2 separate regions of the Muntiacus reevesi genome follow, and region 2 is linked to region 1. A link is a contact called in public Hi-C data. All regions are on one chromosome and are shown on one strand. Each heading gives the region's core, a stretch centred on a gene start, on an enhancer-like site or on the middle of the called end of the contact. The rest is flanking DNA. Distances are from core to core; before and after follow the strand shown.

Region 1 (7,580 bases), core at 2,445-4,944:
GGCAGACTTGAGTTTAAATGACCTTTACCAATTCACTTCAACTCATTAAGCTGCAGCTTTTTTTATCTGTAAAACAACTCCTTCATTAGAACATTGAGGGTGGTGTTTTTTTTTTTTTTTTTTTTTTTTTGCTACAACACAGGACATGCAGGATGTGAGTTCCCAGTCCAGGGATCAAATCCATGTCCCTGCAGTGGAAGCAGGAATTCTTAACCACTGGACTGACAGGGAAGTTCCATTGAGATATCACTTTTGTAAAGCACTAAGTACAATGCCTTTCATCAGAACTAGCTATATAATCTATGGAACCTGATACAAAATCTAAATGTGGAGCCCCTTGTTCAAAGATTACTAAGGATTTCAAGATGGTGACAGCATAGCATCAGATTGCGGGGCCCTGTGGGACGGCACGGCTGGAAGGCCTATGAAGCTAGCCCTCCCTTTCAGATGATAAATGTTCAATAGATGGTAACTATATTACCTTACCAGCTTCCCTCCCTGCAGCCTCTCTACTCCCTATGTGATGCCTAATCTACTCAACTTGCAAAGTTTCAGCGGGCCTTTCCAAAAACAGGCACTTTGCCTGAGGAGTAAGTTGCATTTGCAAGGAAAAAACTGACCCAAATGGGGGGATCTAAAACAGAAGGTGGTGGTACCATAAGCTCATGCCAGATGCACTCCCACCTGAGGGCCTTTGCTCTGGTTTTTCAACCTGCTGAGATCCTTCTCCCCTCTTTAAGCCTCTGTTCAGATCTACCTTGCATGGGAGACTTATTCTCATCACTCAATTCACTCTGTCCCCCTTACCTCACTCTCATTTTTTCCATAGTACTTTATTGTCCGGCATACTATATCTCTTACTTCTTACGCTTATTGTTTCATTGTTTATCTTTCCTTGAACACACACACACGCACATAGAGTGCAAGCTTCTCAAGGTCAAGTATTGTGAGATTTTTTTTTGTTCACTGATATACCCCAGCTGCTTGAGGGCAAGAGAAGAAGGGGGTGACAGAGGATGAGATGGTCGGATGGCATCACCAATTCAATGGACATGAGTTTGAGCAAGCTCTGGGAGATAGTGAAGGATAGGGAAGCCAGGTGTGCTGCAGTCCATGGGGTCGCAAAGACTCCGAGATGACTATCAACTGAACAACAACTGCTTAGAGCAGTGTTTTGCACACAGAAGAGACTCAACAAGCATTCACTGAAAGAACAAATAAATCTTTGAATGAATGCATAATCAGGCCACCCTTTTTCCACTTGGAGGTCAGGCCATTTCACAAATGGCAATAATAACCAGTTCTGCAACTGGATACTCAACAGAGTTCAAGAAACAGATGGGAAAGTTATCTATTTTCAAATCTCTACCAAACTCCCCTTAGTTTAGAAGGAATATAATCCAGTCTTCTGTGCTACTAAATCTCATCTTTCAACACTAATTCATATACTTAGTTTGTGGGCCATGACTTGCAACAACAAGTGGTATTTTATATGAGAGCTGCCCAGAAGAGAGACAAGTCCCTAAGCAGCAGACATAAAAAATAATTGAAAAAAAATAAAAATAATCACCCATCACTGCTTCATCACAATGACAGAGAAAAATGAAGCTCTTACTACAAAGAAAAAGGTAAGGTCTTTACTCCTGAAACTGTGCATAAAGATGTGAGCTAGTCCGAGCAGTTCTGTCTGGAGTTAATGCCACAGTCACACGTAGCATCTCAAACCCTGAGATCTCACAAATAAGTCCTGAGGCCCAAGGAAGGGAATGTGGACGCTGCACATAATTTATCCCACCAGCAGAAAGACAACCCAAAGCATTACAGCTGCTGGATGAGACATTTTCACAGCATTCGTGAGGACAAAAGAGAAGAGCTGCCCCTCGCACATGGTTAAAGTGTGGCCCACGTCAGGAGAAACATCTGGAGATACTATCAGGAGATATTTGAGGGCCAACCCACTCTCAGTTCTATCTTGGCAACAGGAAGCACATCTGGACCCCCCAGTCCAAACGCAGCCCACATGGTCTCCTCGGGACAGGCTGGTCGAGCCCAGCCCAGAAAATCACACCACACATCTGGCTTTTGAGCCAGCATGGGCTTCCACTCCCTCTCAGCCCGCCCTCGGCCTGTTTTCAACAAGCCATTCTCAGCCACCACAAATGCCTTGGTGGGAATCACAGGGAGGCCCTCCTCCCTTTTCCCAAAATAACGTCAGCCAGAGGCCAAGGCCAGAGAGGTGGAGCCTGCAGGCCATTTTGCAAAAGTTTCAAATATCCTGGCACTGACCCCACTAAAAGAATCATAAAGGGGAAACAGCCAAGCTTCTCATTTTATTAGTATTTCTCCCTCTCTCTCTCAATACAAAATCTGCATTTGTAAAAAGAAAATAGAAACAAAGAGATCTCACAATAAAGTCATAGTCTCAGTGCTGGCTGTTGTAAACAAAATTTCATGTTGCAAATTTAATACTAAACACTCACAATTGAAAACTTTTAAAGAAATGTGCGTGCTCTATGAGAGTTTAATGCCCAAAGGGGTCGACTGGGGCATAAGGCTGAGCAAGGAACTGATGAGCTGTCCCACCTTCCCCAAATTCTTTCCGAAATGTGCACTGTCTCAGATTTTCCGTACCCCTTTGCTGATCTTTCCTCTGAAGGAGGAGGAAGCAGACTTCTTGGCTGCATGGTTGAAGGAGTCAAATAAAGCAGTCTTTCTTCTAAAAGGAAGGGGCCTTTTTTCAAGACACACACACATACGCAGAGGTATATTTCTTAAAATACAAACCAAAAAGTAAAGAAGAGAGGGAGAGAATATGACCGCGAAGGAAAGAAACTGCTACTTTGTTATGTCCAGTTTTTTTAAAGCTTCCCACAAAAATCAGTAGCAAACGAAACAGATTATCAAACCATCTACCCCAGTTTTATGGAGCAATAGGAAACGAAATAGCAGATGTGAAAAGCCCTCGGGGAAGAGTATAAGTTGCTAAAGGAACACAAAGGGTCGTTACTGTTATCAAAAATTTTAAAGGGCCAGCGGCCCACCTTCACCTTTCAGCTAGAAAAACCACACCTCTCCCAGATTGCTCCATTCTGGGAAGGCTCTTCCCAAACACTCCCTTCCCAGTTCCTGGTCCCGAGCTGTTCCTTTGATGACAATTCCCTCTCCAGCCGCCCCTTCCCCGGCCCGCCGAGTCCTCACCGTGTGGTACATGAGAGCCTCGGTCTCCCCGGGCTCTGACAGCTCACTCAGCTTGCGGTCCCACTGCAGGACGCTCTGCTCCCCGCTCTCCAGCACCTCCATGGTGGTCCGAGGCGCGCTGGGCCGAGGATGCTGAGCGCAGGAGGGGAGCGGACTGCGCGGCCTCGGAGGGCGAGATCCGCCTCCGAGTGAGGGTGTGTGCCTGTGTGTGTGCCCGTGTGTGCGTGCGTATGCGTGTAGCTTATGCACTTAGGAAGCAAAACGTTCGCTCCTCTGCCTCAGAGAGAATTGCCAAGGGCTCCGGGTCCAGTGTCCTCGAAGATCTGAGAATCTCCTGAGGAGACAGATTGTCCAGAGATCAGATCGTAGGCTGAGGAGAATAAACCAGGGTATGCATCCAAAATAAAGGCAGGAGATCAGTTTTCATCCCAAGAAAAGCCCCTCTCAATAAGCCCACTCTCGGCTACTGCTCCAGACTCAAAAACTTTGAGACTCCCCAGGGCTCCTCAGCTCTGCGCCAGGACGCAGCTAAGATTCCACCTCCCTCCAGAGCGGGGACCAATCGGATGATCACCTCGCTGCCCTATCCAATCAAAAGTCTTGCTCTCCGCCCAAAGGCAGGGACTGCGGGAAGTCCCCGCCCATGCCCTGGAATGTGGGCAGACAGCGCCTTTGACGTCACCGGGGAACTACTCTGGCTGAAGTGCCGCCTGCAGCCTCGGTCTGCGGCAGCAGACAAATGGAGAGCTTGAATCCAGAAGTGAAGGACAGGGGGAACAACCAACGAGAAAGGAGAGCCTGGGAGGGCCAGCCAATCAGATAGCGACAAGAATACATTTTATAAGAGGGAGGGTGCGCTTAGTATCCTGAGAAAATCAGAGAAATTAGCGATCGTCTGGAAGACCGCGGTGCTGTGAGCGCAGATTTAAATTCTGTCTTAAGTATTTTCAAGTAGATTAGCTTATTTGACTCTTTCAGAGCATTTAAAAAATAAGTCACACGTTGCACACAAATATAAATATTCTCTCGTGCATGAATTTATGTTGGCATATATCTGGCAAACTGTAATTGCTCGTCCTTCCTCACATTTTCCTCCCACTTTCTGTTAGGCTCTTCTCCTGTCGTGTTTTTTTATGGGCTCTTATTTTATTTTATTCTTTTATTTACCCTACATACATTATTGAGGAGAGTCAACGGCTTTCTTTTCCAGGTGATACAAGTCTTAACTCAGTGGAAGTGACGGGCAGTAAACAAGGAAAGAAACCCATGTCAGAAAGTGGTAACTGCTATAAAGAAAAACAAAAGCACAGTAAGCGAATGATATTTTAGATAGTGGTCGGGGAAGTTCTTTGTATGTAGGTGAGAGTTGAGCACAGACCTGAATGAAGTGAGGTTGGGGGAGAAGCTGCTGTTTTAACTGACAGGCAAGGAAACACATGTGGCTGCAGTTTGAGGTGCTAAGCCCTGAGTGCGGGGAGAGGGGTCCTCAGAGATGGGCGGGGCCCAGGCCAACAGGCCTAGATTGGGAAAGAAAAAGCCTCTTCTAAAATATTCCCCCCCAACATTGTGATTTTTCTTCCTCCTTTCAGACTCCTCCTTTTAAAGAAACAAAGTGCTTGCATACATAGTTTTCTCATTTTAAATATAAGGGAGTCCTTGCAAATTGTCCCTAAAAGTTCCTTACAATGACACATTCCAGTGTGAAGGTTTGTCACCTTCACAAATATTTTTTGATGGATAGGATCATTCTAAATTTGTCTTAGGACTCTAGGGTGTCCTTATGAGGCAGTTTATCATGGGAACTATTCCATTTGTCTGGACCTATCTCTTGGGTTACTTGAGAATATTTTGATGCTTAAAATATAAATTAATTAATATAACAGTGCTTAAGTAGAATTCTACTTTGTTGGCCCACATTTCCTTTGTATAATAGTTTTCTTTTTCTTTCTCTTAGTTCTTGGTTTTATTTTACAATCTGCTAACTCCTTCACCACGTCATTTTCATAGATCACCTATTCAATTTTTAAGGACTTTTTCCATTTTTCTTAGCATAACACTCAACATGAGCAAGCAAGGTAAGAAACATGTACACCCTCCTTAATGCTGGAATACAAACACTTATCTGTCAAGCATTTCTGTTCTAAGCAGAGTCAGACCCTGGTTTTGCCCATGTGGTTGGCAGAATCTAGGATGGCTCCAATGATCCAGCCTGTCTGTGTTCACACCCTCTTATAACTGCCTCCCCCTGAGTGTGGGTTGGACCTGGGGACTTCCTTCCAACAAAGAGAATGTGGCAAAAGTGAAGAGATGTCAAAAAACATTCTGGCTCCTGGCTTCCTCATTCTCTCGTCCTCTTTTGTTTGCTTGCTCTGAGCTGCTCTATGGAGAAGCCTATATAGCAAGGGACTGAGGAAGATGTTCATCTAATAGCCAGCAAGGAACTGAGTCCCTCAATCCAATAACCACAAGTAACTGGATCCTGCTAATATAACCACTTGAGTGAATATGGAAGCAAATCCTCCCCGAGTTGAGCCATCAGATGACTACAGCCTTGTGAGAGACCCAGATCTAGAGGGTCTATGCCATGCCGAGATTTCTGACCCACACCAACTAAAGGCAATAAGTTTATATTGTTTTAAGCTGCTGAGTTTTTCCTTCATAAAATCAGTAATATAATAATTGGTGTCCTAAATGCTTGATTAAATTTATCTCTATTGCCATAGTAGTAGCATAGTCCCCAGTGGTGAGTTTTTTCAGCCTCGTTTATTTCATGTACCCTTCTGTTCACTGTATAGACTTCTTACCGGCACATTTTTTCTTCTACATCTTGAGTCTAGAGTTTGTCCCTTTCCCTCTCATTCTTAGGACTTAAAAAATTTAGTTGACTCTTTTCAGCTTCTCTGGCATCCCTTGAAAAGTAGCAGCCCTTGCTCCCCTGTCTGTTGTTGTTGGGTTTTCTTATTGGTTTTTGTTTTTTTGAGTTAATATTGACGTATCACACTGTATCAAATTCAGGAGCACAACATAATGATTCAATATTTGTATCTATTGTGAAAGGATCACCGCAATGTTTAATTACAGTCACCATGCTGTATATTACATCCCCAGGACTTACTTATTTTATAACTTGAACTTTGTGCGTTTTGCCCCTTTCACCCATTTCACTGCCGACCTCCACTCGAAAGCCCTGCCTCTGGCAACTGCCAATCTACTCTCTGTCTCCATGAATTTGCTTGTTTCTTTAGATTCTACATAAGTGAGGTCATACAGTAGACCTCATACAGTCTAGTGTCATACAGTCTGTCTTTATTTGGTTTTCTATAATGGCATGCTTAGATGGGGCTTCCCTGGTGGCTCAGTGGTAAAGAATCCCCCTCTATGTAGGAGAAAGAGGTTCAGTCACTGGTTTGGGAAGATCTCCTGGAGAAGGAAATGGCAACCCACTCCAGTCTTCTTGCCTGGGAAACCCCATAGACAGAGGAGCCTGGCGGGCTACACTCCATGGGATCACAAAAGATTTGGACATGACTTAAGAGACTAAACAACAGCAATGCTTAGATTCCTTTATCTTTTGTGTTTTTGCTGTGTGATTGCCATCAGGCTTACAGAAAACAACGCTAAGTAGATAACAATGTAAGTTTGAATTCTTTCTAAATCTCTGCATTTACCGCGCCCACCCATTTTGTTTTTGGTCACAGTTTACATCTTTTAATCTTATGTGTCCATTAAAAATTATTGTTGTTGCAATTATTTACTATTTTTGTCTTTTAACCTTTATACTAGCTTTTTAAGTGATTAACCAGTGTGCTTTTACTGTCTTCTGTTTTCCTGTTAGTACCCTTTTGTTTTAGCTTAGAGAAGTTTCTTTCATAATTCTTGTAAGGCCAGTCTAGTGTCAATGAACCCCTTTTGCTTTTGCTTCTTGAAAATCTCTTTATCTCTCCTTCAGTTCTGAAGGACAGTTGTTCCAGGAAGAGTATTCTTGATTGGAAGTTTTTTCTTTCAACATTTTGAATATTGTGCCACTTCCTTCTGGCCTGCAAAGTTTCTACTGAAAAATCTACTAATACTTTTATGGGGGTTACCTTGTACATAACAAATTGATTTTCTCTTGCTGCTTTTAAGATTCTTTCCTTGTCTTTAAATTTTGACACTTTGATTTTAATGTTTCTTCATGTGGGTCTCTTGGTGTTCATATTATTTGGAACGTTCTGGGCTTCTGAATCTGGATGTCTGTTACTTTTCCAGGTTAGGGAATTTTTCAGCAATTATTTCTTCATATGTGCTTCTGCCCCTTTCTCTCTCTCTCTTTTCCTTCTGGGTCCCTATAATGCAAATGTTGGTCCACTTGCTGTTGTTCCATAAGTTCCTTAGACTGTTTT
Region 2 (7,236 bases), core at 3,400-5,899, 420 kb after region 1:
AATCAAACCATATGGTATCCCTGGCCAGCTGGATATCAGTGGCAGCCCAGAAGGAGGCCTGGCCTCTATTGAACCCATCAATGTACCTGGCTTGAACATCTATTGGTGGTTTACCTTCTTTAAATGATAAGGGTCCTGGTTCCATCATTGTCGGGGTGTCTCCCAACATTTCTACTGTAAATGTAACAGGTTCTAGAATATGCTGCAGCTTCTGTGACAAAGGACTGCCAGACAAGTAGTTCCTTAGTTCTAGATATGCTCCCTATTTAGCCAAGGTTGGGGTCTTGCCACTCTCTGGTCTTGGGAGATGACACCCAAGATCATAGCCAGCCCTCTATAGGGTACGTTGTTTTAACATGTACCAGAGCCTTCCCTGTAATCACTTTTGTGGATAATAAAGTGGCATACACAGCTGCTAGCTGCTTCTCCATCGAGTACCTCATTTCTGCCCCTTTCCATAATTGAGACCAAAACCCCATAGGGGCATGTAGCTACTCTTGCTGTTCCCACAGACCCATCCAAACCCTTCAAGGGTGATTTTTGTATTTAACTCAGAGGGCTTAATGGGATCCATAATCTGAAATGCCTCAGCCAGCTACAGTGTCCACTTAGTAACTCAGAATGCCTGTTCTATGATAGCCGACCATTCCAGGCCACCCACTTCCTTGCAAGTGAGTAGAAGGGGCATGCCAGTTGGGCAAGATGAGGTTTTATGCCCTCCAGCATCCTAAGAGTCCCTCATAGGTCTGCAATTGAGCCAAAAGAGTAGGTTGTAGAAACATTTATATTTTATCAATTAAAGCTTCCAGTATCACTTTTGTCTTCCCAAGAACTAGACAGACAATCCAGGCCCTTGGATTTTTGTGGCATTCTCAGTCAACCCATATGATTCCAAATGCTCTCTCGTGCACACTGTTCTAAATCTTCAAGAGAATCAGAGGTTAGTAACATATCATCAATATAATGGAACAGGTTCACTGATGTTGGGTGCTTCCATTTCTCTAAGTCTCCCACAGCCAACCAGTGACATATAATTAGGCTATGCAGGTACCCTTGGGGCAGGACCTGGAACATCCACTGTTTCCCCTCCCAAGTAAACGCAAGTTGACCTTGACTCTCATCAGCTATAGCTATAGAGAAAAAAGCATTAGCTAAGTCCACTCCAAAGTGATAAGTGCCCAACACTGTGGTAAATTGGTCTATCAAGTCACAGATCAGTGGTATGGAGGCATGCAAGGGTGGCATGATTTTATTGAGTTCTCTGTAGTCCACCATCATCTGCCATGAGCCAGCAGACTTCTGAAAAGACCACAGTGGGGAGTTAAAGGACTATGAGTGGGCTGTACAACACCCACTTTAGCCAACTCAATGATAGTAATGCTTATTTCTTCAGGCCACCTGGTAGACAATATTGTCTCACAGCTGTTCCCCTCCAAGGTGCTGGCAATAACTGTAAGGGATGCTTCACATATCCCCTCTCAATGGTCTTCACCATACACACTCAGGGACAAAATTCCCACACAGAGGTTTGCAACATTAGGCCTTGTAGAATATGTATCCCCAAAATATATTCTGTGATCAGGGATACACACAGTATACATCCACACAAGAAGCCGTCCAATTTCCAAAGGTAAGGACACAGCTTTTACCTTAACTGTTTGGCTGCCATAGCCATCAATTTGTGCACTAGGACCAGGGAACTGCTCCAACTTGCCACAAAGAAGGCTGCCTTCGGCACTGTTGGCAACCAGAGCCATTACTCTCTGCACTAATGAATTGACCAGTGAAATGCAAGTTCTTCATGGGGCCTCTGGTCTCCACTTGGGCTCTTCAAGAGGGCACCTTGGCCTGAGCCCTGTTCAAAGTGGAAAAGGGCATCTGAAGGAACATCCTTGGGCACCATGTAATCTTTAACTGAACTGTATCTCTTGCTGTGGGTGTTTCCCAGACTTGGTAAATTGCTGCTTCAGTCTCAGTTGCCTCCATAACTCTAGGAGTGTAGCACTGGGCTGCTTACCAATTTTATTTCTGTCAATTTCCACTGCCAGAAAATTGGCCCACATTTGTAACCATGTGGCCTGGATGGGGACTTTACCAGCTTGGCCCTCCTTCAGGGTGTTCATATTCCTGCTTCCTTTTGCCTGGCATTGCCCCTCCACTTCTCAAGTCCTCCCTCATAGATGGGGTGTCCCATGTAGCATTCAGGGATTCAAAAGAGGTAAATAGGGCATTGTTCACTATGTCCCCATTGGGGCACATTTTTCAAAATGCCATCTTGCATGCTGCCTGTAAAATGCTCATCATCTAGACCTTGAGTATTTTGGTTAAACATAAGACTGTTTCATGCCTAGCTGTCTCACAACTTGGGTTAACTCGGCAAAAGTATGCCACTTATGGGTTCGAGGAGTTCTGCCGCTTCCATCTACACAGTGCAGATGGCAGCATTATTCCACTCCAGCAGGGCATTTGGCTAGGTATCCCCTGCATGAGTCGCCTAGCATTCTAAAATCTTTGTCTTAACGAGGGGTGAGTGGTTATAGATGCCCACCATTCTGTGTCATCCCGTGGAACAAATAATACCTTCCACTCCTGTGTCCCAGAGTTACAAAAGCCATGCTGCCAAGGGTTCCCCTTGCTTTGCCGAAATTGCTTACCCAAGTTAATCAACTCCACCTGGGTATATGGTGGACAAGTCGTGAACTCAGTCACATTGGGAACCCCTTGAGGATGTCTGCTCCACCCCGGGGGGCCACAGGCTGTTCATGTTTCACCTTCTGCTGTACAATGGGCCGAGCTAACAAGCAGGGACCCAAGGTCTGATAATGTTCATCATCACTGTCCCTTAACTCTTCATTGCCCTAGGCACTGGGTTCATCAAGGCCACTCATCTCTTGCTCCAGTGTACATATACTCTGCTCTCGTTCTTCTTCCTGTCTCGTCTCTGTAATTTGGACACTTGGACAGCTTGCCTGCAGGCACTATTCATATTAGCCTTCAGAGCAGTCAGGAAAATCCACCCCATAGTGCCAGAAGTAGTACATGCCATTTTGTCCGGCAAACAGGAACTCGCCGTCTGTAACACCTTTTCAAGGCTATCCAGTGACCTGTCTGCCGCCTCCCGGTCTTCCACCAGGGCCCACACCGAGAGGACCACGGCCACCAAGTACCACATGCTATGCCGTGGCCACTGGCTTCCTCCATCCATTGGCGCCTCAGGCTCCCCTACCTGCTAGGTATCCTGCCCATTATGCCAATTGTCTCGCTGCTTACTGAATCCAGGGTAGGCAAGGTGCAAGCAACAAAGCTGGAAGAAAATGCGAGGAGCCATAGGAACTGCAGACATGCTTTATTCGCAGTGGCTGACGCAGCAGCAAGGGATGTTTCAGGTGGGCTTAATATTGGTATACAAAAACAAAGGTGGCAATTTGGCAAGTTATTGCATCACAATGCACGTGTGCATTGTTATAGATGATCTCAGCTGTTACATAACCATGTAGTTGTTTTTTACACGAAGGAGGACAAGAGAGCCTGACTATCGCCATCTTGACTACTTACCATTTCTCTACACAGGATCATTTCCATTTAAACAAAGCCTATTCTGACCCCATCCTGCTCTCTGCAAAGGTCCAGCATCACTTCATGTATTCTTTAAAATGGCACTTCCATACAGTTTTCTTTCCTCACAGTCATGCGTGTACAGAGGCTTGTTTCCCCTACCCTATTTCTATACTTTAGTAAAGTGTGGCCATTTTTAAGGTGAAAACACTGTAACTTCTGATCTAAGTTTGTGGGGGGGGGGTGGGGAAGGGAGGGGCGGTGAGGGTTTGGGGAAATGAAAAAGAATGTTTTAGATTTATTTGGATATCAGTATTGACATTTATTTCCATTTCTTGTAATGATGCCATATTTATGCAATAAAACAGTCTTCGTTAATCCCCTGAAGAATAAATCAGTTTTATTCACCTAAAAAGCAAATCACTGACTTTATTTAAAAATTAATTTCACCTTTTTCATGGGGAAAACCTTTAAAATTTTCGGACTTTCAAAAGAACCTCCCCGCTTATCACAGAGATTAGTAAATCCAGGTGGCAAAATCCATGCTACTTCCACAATATCTTTTCTATACATTTTCCCTTTTTGAAAAATTCTTCCCTTTGCTCTTCACTCGACTTCGTTATCCTTCGACCCTCCCACCATATTTACTCCTCCTACAGGACCTCTGTCCGCAGTAGTAAATAGTTTTTCCAAGCAGTTAATTAACAGCTTTGGGTAGACACTGTGAAGCCCCGCCCCATAGGAGGAGCTAACACGGTCGGACCGAATTATGTGGTCGATCGTTAACAAATAAACGCTTAATCTTTTTAGGGGAGCTAAACACACTGAACTGAAACACACACAAAGGGCCAATCAGAGGCCGCGGTTCCCGGAGCTCGGGGGGCGGGGCTGGGCAAGCGCCCTCCCACCTACCAGCCTCCCGCCGCAGCTGTCTGAGCCTCGCGGGCTTCGGCAGGCCCCGCCCACCGATCAGACGCGGCTGGATAGGACGGCTCTCTCCCTGCCTTCTCTTCGGTTGCTGGGAGAGGGAGGGCGGGGGCGTGGCCTGAGGTGGGGCTCGCGGGCCCCAGAGAAAGGCAGGGAGGCGAGGGCGCGCTGGGCGGATTCGACGAGCGCCGCGGCGGTTGGCGAAGCGAACCGGGCGCAACCTCCCCGATGCGAAGAGCAGTCCCCGCTGACAGATCCTCTTCTTCCGGCCGCGCCACCCGGGAGGCGGATCCCCGGGGCCTGAGGAGGCTTCCTCGGCCCGCGCCTCCGTCCCTCCCTCTCCTGCGGGTCAGCGGAGCGGCCTAGGAAGAGGAGGAGAAGGAGGTCTACCGGGGGCGGCAGCGGGCCGAGAACGCGCTCCCCCTTTCCCGGCGGCAGCGGCGGCGGCGGGGGCAGGACAATGGAGGTGGCTGTGGAGAAGGCGGCGACGGCGGCCGCGGCCGCTTCGGCGGCGGCCGCCGGGGGGCCCTCGGCGGCGCCGAGCGGGGAGAACGAGGCCGAGAGTCGCCAGGGCCCTGACTCGGAGCGCGGAGGCGAGGCGGCCCGGCTCAACCTGTTGGACACTTGCGCCGTGTGCCACCAGAACATCCAGAGCCGGGCGCCCAAGCTGCTGCCTTGCCTGCACTCCTTCTGCCAGCGCTGCCTGCCCGCGCCCCAGCGCTACCTCATGCTGCCAGCGCCCATGCTGGGTTCCGCCGAAACCCCGCCGCCCGTCCCCGCCCCCGGCTCGCCGGTCAGCGGCTCCTCGCCATTCGCGACCCAAGGTGAGAGGCGGGAGGGTAGGGTGCGGTGGGGTGGGGAGGCCGGCGCCCCGGGGCGGCGCGGCGACCCGCTGTCACGTCGCCGCCGCCCGGGGTGCTCGGCGGGGGAGGGGCGAGGAGGGTCTGTGCTGGCGGCGGTGACATGGAGGGCCCGCGCGCTCTTCGGCGGCCCGCGAGCAACTTCCCCCGGCGCTGTGGACTTGGCCGAGCTGCTGCTCCCACCCTCCCGCCCCCCAGTCTTCTCCTCTCGGCTGCGTGGCCCGTGCAACCCGTACTTTTGTAAACCTCTGTCGGAGTGCACTGTTGTCTCTCTCCGGCCCTTTGCCGGCTGCATCTAGTTAACCGCTACCCTCTGCCTCCCCGCAGCTTTGTCCAGGTGATCCTAATCATCTCGTCTGTACCCACGTTATTTGAGCTGGCGAGGGGAAGGGAGGGATGAAGATGCGGTGGTGGGGACTTTTCTTTGGTTACATATCGGATTCTGTTTTTTGGTTTTTTGTCTTGCGTGATTGGGGTTATTTACCTTGATGAGCCCTCAGTTCTCTCCGATGGGGACAAAGGAACTAAGAGACGGTGTTTTGTGGTGCTTCTCTTTGGGAGATTTTGTTCTGAGACGGTAAATGGTAAAGACAAATAGAAAAAAGTGATTTGGAGTGCGGCATTTTCTTGGATTTTGTGGACAGCAGCTGGAAATGTTGAAGTTACTGTTCTCTTTGTGGTGTTATCGTATAATGAGACTTTTGACAGGTAGGTCCCATTGCTAACGTTAACAGGTTTTGAAACACAAAGTTGAAGTAAGCACAGTAAATTGTTTGTAGTAGAATAATTGAGGTTTTAAACGTTTACATGGCGAATATTTGAGCACCTCCCTTTAAAAAAAACAAAGTAACCGGAAACAATTCGGTTTTACATATACTGCCTGTTTAAAAGGGACTAGTTGATGTAGTTAGAGAAAAATTGCTCATTAAATAATTGAGCTAGATCAAAGAACACATGAAATTGATGCTTTTAAATAGGTTGCAGTGTTAGACTCTTGATTTATTTATATGTAAGGAACAGTGTCTAGTTGAAAGACAGTTTTCCATGGGTCTGGCTGTTTCTGCAGAGCTTGCCAGGGGAGGTACTGACTGACTGCCCTTTGTTTCTGTTTTTAAAGGATGTTTGTATAAGGAAAAGCCTTGTATGGTAGAGAAAGTGTCTACCATCACAGCAAAGAGGAACCATGTATATGGTGCAATAGTAACAGATCAATGTCTCCCGGGGTAGAAGGCAGGCATGCTTATTGCCCATCATAAAAGATTAGGGTTCCCTAAACTTGGGCTTCCTCTCCTGCAACACATCCCATTGCTTAAGCAAGCCCATTGCTTAAGCAAGTGTCAACTGACCCTCTTCACCTTGCCAGGTGAGAACTGGGGCTCTGGGAACCAGTGCTGAAGTGTTGATGCTTTGGCTTATGTTATTACTGGAAGTAATAAACTGCCCTTTGTCTCCGATTCACCAGTCTCATGCCTTCTCCCAGCTTCCATGGTAAGCTAGTACTTTGTTAGTTTGCAAGTAGGGTAAAAATCTCAGATCCTTCATGCTAATTTGCTCTTGACATGGCCCACCTGTTGGAAAGTTAGTACAGGTGAAACTTAAATTTTAGTTCTTAATTTTTAGACACATTTAAGGGTTGCTTTTATTTATATTTTAAATGTTTAAAGTGGCCAGTAGCCAATTAGGATCTGAATTTTGCATAATTCTAGAATTAAGATGTATTGTGTTCCAGGGCTTGAGATTTAGATCCGAATGAATGAGAACATGAGTAATAAAAGCTCTGAGCCTCAATTCTGAAGCAAGTTTGCAATTATAAAGTTCTCAAAATGTTGCAGTCTCCAGATATTTTTTAATCTTTGTGTTTGTATTGTAAGCCAGAGTTCAGGAAAGCTTTTAA

What was found. Hi-C and Micro-C count contacts between places; a contact is called where the count stands out from the background.
Region 2: a Hi-C map of blood shows a contact between it and region 1, with 3 times the contacts expected there. The contact joins the promoter of TRIM24 here to the promoter of CREB3L2 in region 1. A contact is called at or near these places in 2 of 3 Hi-C or Micro-C datasets (blood and muscle).

The regions. Positions count from the first base shown.
Region 1 is chr6:96,349,355-96,356,934 of mMunRee1.1, forward strand. It overlaps CREB3L2 (cAMP responsive element binding protein 3 like 2), which reads right to left and starts at 3,695. Exons shown (of 12, transcript XM_065939093.1): 1 at 3,199-3,695. The coding sequence starts at 3,300.
Region 2 is chr6:96,764,420-96,771,655 of mMunRee1.1, forward strand. It overlaps TRIM24 (tripartite motif containing 24), which reads left to right and starts at 4,650. Exons shown (of 19, transcript XM_065939105.1): 1 at 4,650-5,306. The coding sequence starts at 4,943.